Regions from separate parts of the Mus musculus genome. Here region 2 is linked to region 1. Evidence: chromatin contacts called from public HiChIP or PLAC-seq data. All regions are on one chromosome and are shown on one strand. Each heading gives the region's core, a stretch centred on a gene start, on an enhancer-like site or on the middle of the called end of the contact. The rest is flanking DNA. Distances are from core to core; before and after follow the strand shown. Region 1 overlaps Bsn (bassoon). Region 2 holds the start of Klhdc8b (kelch domain containing 8B).

Evidence for each region. HiChIP or PLAC-seq counts read pairs in DNA pulled down with a chosen protein or histone mark.
Region 2: an H3K4me3 HiChIP or PLAC-seq map of fetal liver shows a contact between it and region 1, with 3 times the contacts expected there. The contact joins the promoter of Klhdc8b here to the enhancer-like site in region 1. A contact is called at or near these places in 6 of 115 datasets of contacts at active chromatin or transcription factors (the SCID.adh cell line, bone marrow-derived macrophages, embryonic stem cells and 1 more) and 1 of 9 other capture datasets (adipose tissue).

The regions. Positions count from the first base shown.
Region 1 is chr9:108,109,788-108,113,297 of GRCm38.p6, reverse strand. Bsn (bassoon) reads left to right here. Exons shown (of 12, transcript NM_007567.2): 5 at 1-3,413. Among named protein-coding and RNA genes, the nearest start is that of Apeh, 17 kb to the right of the region's middle. Within about 2 kb of position 1,872, at least 53 of the 459 cell types and tissues checked have an H3K27ac peak or open chromatin away from gene starts, as enhancers often do. A contact at or near this core is called in bone marrow-derived macrophages and fetal liver, where this site is marked.
Region 2 is chr9:108,451,260-108,454,769 of GRCm38.p6, reverse strand. Klhdc8b (kelch domain containing 8B) reads left to right here and starts at 1,969. Exons shown (of 6, transcript NM_001359428.1): 1 at 1,969-2,453; 2 at 3,379-3,510. It also overlaps a transcript of Ccdc71 not described here.

The sequences.
Region 1 (3,510 bases), core at 623-3,122:
AGCCAGTGGTATACGGAGATCCTTTCCAGAGCCGCCTCGACTTTGGCCAGGGTTCAGGTAGCCCCGTGTGCCTGGCGCAGGTCAAGCAAGTAGAGCAGGCTGTCCAGACAGCCCCGTACCGAGGTGGGCCCAGGGGAAGACCCAGGGAGGCTAAGTTTGCCAGGTATAACCTTCCCAACCAAGTAACACCTCTGGCCAGAAGGGACATTCTGATCACCCAGATGGGCACCGCCCAGGGTGTGGGCCTGAAGCCAGGACCAGTGCCAGAGCCCGGTGCTGAACCCCACCGGGCTACTCCTGCAGAGCTCCGGTCACATGCTCCTCCAGGTACCAGGAAGCCACACACAGTGGTGGTACAGATGGGAGAGGGCACAGCCGGCACAGTGACTACCCTGCTCCCAGAAGAGCCGGCAGGTGCCCTGGACCTCACCGGAATGAGGCCCGAGAGCCAGCTGGCATGCTGTGACATGGTCTACAAGTTTCCTTTTGGCAGTAGCTGCACTGGCACCTTCCATCCTGCCCCTAGCGCACCCGACAAGAGTGTGACCGATACAGCCCTGCCTGGCCAAAGCAGTGGCCCCTTCTACAGTCCCAGAGACCCTGAGCCCCCTGAGCCCCTCACCTTCCGCACACAGGGGGTAGTAGGACCTGGGCCCCATGAAGAACAGAGGCCCTACCCACAGGGCCTGCCTGGAAGGCTATACTCCTCCATGTCTGACACCAATTTGGCCGAAGCTGGCCTCAACTACCATGCCCAGAGGCTTGGGCAGCTCTTCCAGGGACCTGGGAGGGACTCGGCAGTGGACCTCAGCTCACTGAAGCACTCGTACAGCTTAGGCTTTGCTGATGGACGCTACTTAGGGCAGGGCTTACAGTATGGCTCCTTCACGGACCTGCGTCACCCCACAGACCTTTTGTCTCACCCACTTCCCCTGCGGCGCTATAGCTCGGTGTCAAACATCTATTCAGATCATAGGTACGGCCCACGGGGAGATGCAGTTGGCTTCCAGGAGGCCAGCCTGGCCCAGTACAGTGCCACCACAGCCCGAGAGATCAGCCGCATGTGTGCTGCCCTCAACTCCATGGACCAGTACGGTGGGCGGCATGGCAGCGGGAGTGGTGGGCCTGACCTTGTGCAGTATCAGCCCCAGCATGGGCCTGGCCTCAGTGCTCCACAGGGTCTGGCTCCCCTTAGATCCGGCCTCCTTGGCAACCCCACCTACCCAGAAGGGCAGCCAAGCCCTGGAAACCTTGCTCAGTATGGGCCTGCAGCAAGCCAAGCAACAGCAGTCAGACAGCTACTCCCGTCCACAGCAACAGTGCGCGCAGCCGATGGCATGATCTATTCGACTATCAATACCCCAATTGCTGCAACGCTGCCCATCACCACCCAGCCTGCCTCGGTACTGCGGCCCATGGTGCGTGGTGGCATGTACAGGCCTTATGTATCTGGTGGAGTCACAGCTGTGCCCCTTACCAGCCTGACCCGTGTGCCCATGATTGCTCCTCGGGTACCTCTTGGACCAGCAGGGCTATACCGCTATCCTGCACCAAGATTCCCCATTGCTTCCAGCGTTCCACCTGCTGAAGGACCTGTCTATTTGGGGAAGCCTGCTGCAGCCAAGGCCTCGGGGGCAGGAGGTCCGCCAAGGCCTGAGCTACCAGCAGGGGTTGCTCGTGAAGAACCCTTTTCCACAACTGCCCCTGCTGTCATCAAGGAAGCCCCCGTGGCCCCTGCCCCGGGCCCGGCCCCGGCCCCACCACCTGGCCAGAAGCCAGCAGGAGAGGCCGTCGCTGGGAGTGGCAGTGGGGTCCTCAGCCGGCCTGCGTCGGAGAAGGAGGAAGCGTCTCAGGAGGACCGGCAGCGGAAGCAACAGGAGCAGCTGCTGCAGCTGGAGCGGGAACGGGTAGAGTTGGAAAAGCTGCGGCAGTTGCGGCTGCAGGAGGAGCTGGAGCGGGAGAGGGTGGAGCTGCAGAGGCATCGTGAGGAGGAGCAGCTGCTGGTGCAGCGAGAGCTGCAGGAGCTGCAGACCATCAAGCAGCATGTGCTGCAGCAGCAGCAGGAAGAGCGCCAGGCTCAGTTTGCACTGCAGCGTGAGCAGCTGGCACAGCAGCGACTGCAACTAGAGCAGATCCAGCAACTGCAGCAGCAGCTGCAGCTGCAGCTGGAGGAGCAGAAGCAGAGGCAGAAGGCCCCCTTTCCTGCCACCTGTGAGGCACCTAGCCGAGGGCCTCCCCCGGCTGCCACCGAGCTGGCCCAGAATGGCCAGTACTGGCCACCGCTGACCCACGCGGCCTTCATTGCTGTGGCGGGGACTGAAGGGCCCGGGCAACCTCGTGAGCCTGTGCTGCACAGGGGCCTCCCCAGCTCCGCCTCAGACATGTCACTGCAAACCGAGGAGCAGTGGGAGGCAGGCCGTAGTGGCATCAAGAAACGTCACTCCATGCCACGCCTGAGAGATGCCTGTGAGCCAGAGTCGGGACCTGATCCCAGCACGGTCAGGAGAATTGCAGACAGCAGTGTTCAGACAGATGATGAGGAGGGTGAGGGCCGCTACCTTGTGACTCGCAGGCGCAGGACGCGGCGCAGTGCTGACTGCAGTGTGCAGACAGATGATGAGGACAATGCCGACTGGGAGCAACCCGTCCGCCGCCGCAGGTCTCGTCTTTCCCGTCACTCAGACTCAGGCTCTGACAGCAAGCACGATGCCACTGCTTCCTCATCCACCACGGCCGCCGCCACTGCGAGGGCCATGAGCAGCGTGGGCATACAGACCATCAGCGACTGCTCCGTCCAGACCGAGCCCGAGCAGCTGCCCAGGGTCTCTCCAGCCATCCACATCACGGCTGCCACCGACCCAAAGGTGGAGATTGTCAGGTACATATCAGCACCAGAAAAGACTGGGCGCGGGGAGAGCCTGGCCTGCCAGACAGAACCGGATGGACAGGCTCAGGGTGTGGCTGGGCCACAGCTCATAGGACCAACTGCCATCAGCCCCTACCTACCTGGCATCCAGATAGTCACCCCAGGAGCCCTGGGCAGATTTGAGAAGAAGAAGCCGGATCCTCTGGAAATCGGTTACCAGGCCCACCTGCCCCCGGAGTCCCTGTCGCAGCTTGTGAGCCGCCAGCCTCCTAAGTCTCCACAAGTGCTCTACTCTCCAGTGTCGCCCCTGTCCCCACACCGGCTCCTGGACACTTCGTTTGCTTCCAGTGAGAGGCTGAACAAGGCTCATGTGAGTCCCCAGAAGCAATTCATAGCTGACAGCACCCTTCGCCAGCAGACTCTGCCTCGCCCCATGAAGACCCTGCAGCGGTCTCTGTCCGACCCTAAGCCCCTGAGCCCCACCGCCGAGGAGTCTGCCAAAGAGAGATTCTCCCTCTACCAGCACCAGGGGGGACTAGGTAGCCAGGTATGGGCACAGGGGCTGGTCCAGGGTGGGATGGGGGTCTATTTCTAGCTTGAGGGGCCCCAGAGGGAGGGGTTTCTCCTGGGGTGGGAATGGAGTC
Region 2 (3,510 bases), core at 720-3,219, 340 kb before region 1:
CAGCACTTGGGAGGAGGGAATAAGAGAATCAGAAATTCAGTCATCCTTGGCTATGTAGCAAGTTTGGGATTAGCCTGAGCTACAGGAGATCTGACTCAAAAAAGAAAAAAAAAAGTTCACTGGGGCCTTTCATCCCAGCACTGGGGTTGAGGAAGAGGCAGATAACAGATCGCTCTGTGTTACAGGCTAGTCTGGTCTACAAGGCGAGTTCCAGGGCTGTCAGGACTGCTGCACAGAGAACCCTGTCTAGAAACAAACAAGAATTGCAATTGCTTCAAAAACAATTTGGAGGAAGAAGTAGCAAGAGACGAGGTGGCAGATAACAAGGCAGTGGCATCTGGGGACAGATGGCTTCAGAATTCAGAGGGAGCAGAAAGAGATAGCCTTGACTTAGACTGGGAGACATTAAAAAGCAGATGCTTGTAAGTGGTAAACAGTAGGAAAGCAAGCAGAGGGGGCTTAGAACAGGGACAGTGGGGAACATGAGGACACGAGAACATGGGGTACATACCAGAGCCCCAAGTGAGGAGCAGCCTGAGGATGGGAGACTTGGCACTGAGTGGTAGAGAAGGGCCCTTTAGAGTCTGTGCAGTTTGAGGCCAGTCTTTGCGCCATCATTTCTAGACATGCCCTTCACTTCAAACTGACAACCACTGAGAGAGCTATAGGCTCTATTTAGTCATAAAGAAGGGTTCATCCACATTTTGGACAGTCAGAATTTTGGGCATGCAAAGGCATTAGTACTGTATGATCCCTGGGGATGTGAAGGTGGGTTTCTTAGGTCCCCTTGTTCTTGGGAGCAGTAACAATATAAGACCCATGTTTCTAGTCACCTCCCAGAATCCCCAGGTTGCAGTTACCCACGGTGGTAACTGATGGTACCTCCTTTATTGGCTGCTTTCCTTGGTCTTCTTGCTACTTCTCTGCGGGTGCTTCCTGGCTTCACCTCCTACACTAACCACACACACTTGTGTCACTGCCTCAAGATCTGCGTTGGGAAAATTAAGCTAAACACTGTACACAAAAGGGTCGGAATCAATGAGCAGACACAGACAAGTGCAGGAGCTGTTCACACAAGCTTTCCAACTGGAAGCTTCGGCTGATCAGAATGCTCACAAGATAGGCTGAGCCAAAGTGTGAATCAGAGGTAGGTGGATGCAGCTGGTCTTTGCTACTTTGTGGGTTTTTTTCCCACCCTTCATCCCCCAGTTTCAACCCCTATCACTAGATAGGAGAGAAAGAAGGATAGAGGGGAGAGATAAATAGAGGTCCTTGAATCTAATTTCTTTTGACAACTAACAAACTGCAACTAGTCCCCTCCCCACTGATGGCCAACAACCACCCATCCACCCCCCAGGGCTCTCAAACTTATATCCTCTGAGAAGTACCCAGAATTCCAAACATAACACAATCACAGAAACTATGTGCAGCTGGCAAAACCCTGCTTTTGCTAGAACACAGGCAAATCGTAGTCAGCTGCTGGGAAGCAGCCCCGTATCTCCACACCTGGCATTAAAACAAAAACATATTCCTATACGATTTCTCTGATGTTAAAAGAAATCAAAATTTCAGAATTCTCACTCCAGGGGAGTCTTTGTCACACCAGTTTGCTATCACATGACCACGGAGTTGGCTAGAGATGAGCTCTGTACCCTGAAGATGAACAGTCACCCAACCTCTGAGTAGTAGCCCCAGAGTAGCATTAGGCAGAGAGACTCCTGGCATCTGGCTGATTGTGCACATCCACTGCTCGGATCGAAGCAAAAATAACCTACTTTTCTATAAAGAAGGTCTAGATAGGCCCCAAGGCTAGTACAGTCTGCCCCTCCACCCTACAAGCTGCTAGTCTCCATATACACTAAGGGATCTTTTCTGTGTCCTGCTTTGTGTCATGGTTAGGACAGCTCGGCTGGGCTCCCCAACCAGAGGCCCAGGCTACAGCCCTAGTGGCCTCTAGGGGGCGCCGCTGGGAAGCTTGTGGTTTGGCACCTCCAAGCTCAGTTGTGATGGGCGGACTCCGACCCCTAAAGGCCCCAGGTTCCACTGGCTAGCCCCTGGCTGATTGTACCCAGAGTGGATCCGACTCACAACGACACCCGCCTCCGATCCCACCATACCGGTGTTGTGTTGCTCGCCGCTGCCTCATTTCTATCATCGCCCCAGGTAGAGCCCTAAATCCTGGCCGGCCGGATGTCCATATGCCTGTCTGTTCATTTTGGGTGACCGTGGGTCGGTGCGCCCTACTCCTGCCGTGGCATGTGCAGAGTTAAGGCGGGAGGAGGTTTCCCCGAATCTGGGGAGGGGGGAGCGAGGGGCGGACCCGGTCCAGCCCCGCCCCACGCCGGAGCGGTGCGGGAGCCCCACCAGAGCCCAGCTTCAGCCCTAGCCGGAGCCAGCGGAGGCGGAGGCGGAACAGCGGACCCCGTGCCCTGGCGACATTTGAGATCCAGCAGGTGAGTCCCGCGGGAACCTCGCGCAGGGGAAGTTTGGGGCATGAAGGATAGAACCTTAATTAAACCCACTAGCCAGACCCGCCCCCCACTCTCCTTTGAGTTGGAAGTTTGGGGCCAGGAGGCCGTCCCTGTTAAATCCCGGGACTGAGAGTGGAGACCCCCAGCATACACATAGAGACATAGACACAGAGAGATACACACACAGCAAAAGGGGAGGCTAAGGAATGTGCTCTTGGGTGGGGGGTGTCAGGAATCCAGCCGTTTATTCCTACAGGAAAAGCCCTGGACTCAGGGACCTTCTAATCCTGTGCTCAAGAGATTCTCTACACCAGCCTTTTAAAACCTCCTCAGCAGGGAATCTGCTGGCATCGCCACACCCATAAAGGATGGACTTCAAAGGGAGTGTGGAATCCTGGAGTCTAGCCCCTTTGGGTCTCGCATATGAGACTGGCCTTTTGCTGATATAAATGGTTATACCTTGTAGAAGATCCTTCTTGTAAGGACTACAGGATGAGGGACCCTGATGGCTGGACCCAGGTTGTTGAAGGCACACTAGATGCCAGTGTGTAGAGGATGCAGAACTCTCTTGGAGCACTGAGATAAGACTTGTTGGGACAGGAAGCACGCTAGGATGGAGATTTGGGCTCTATCTTCCCTTCCACTCTAAATTGATCAAGTTACTATTTGCTAGTTCTTAAGGTTGGGGAGGGAAGAATCCCTCATGTTCCCACAAGAACCGAGAACGCCTTCTGGGTACCTGGAATCTATTCTTCCCACTATAGAAGGACCTTCACCAGTAGAGTGTTAGTCAAAGGTGTGGGTCTTTCTGCACGAGTGGTTTTGGGCCTGGCCTGCCTTCAGCTACATGTTGTTCATCTGTTTCTTGACAGTGGCCCTGACCCTTTGTTTTCTGCCTCCCCTCCAGGTCAAGGCAAGATCCCTTGGACTGGGCAGACACACCCATCCAGCCCTGACAGAATCAAGATGAGGCCTTATCATGTCCCCCCAGTGAGGCCCACAGCCTGAGCAGATACTATGGCCTACCACGGGCAGTGAG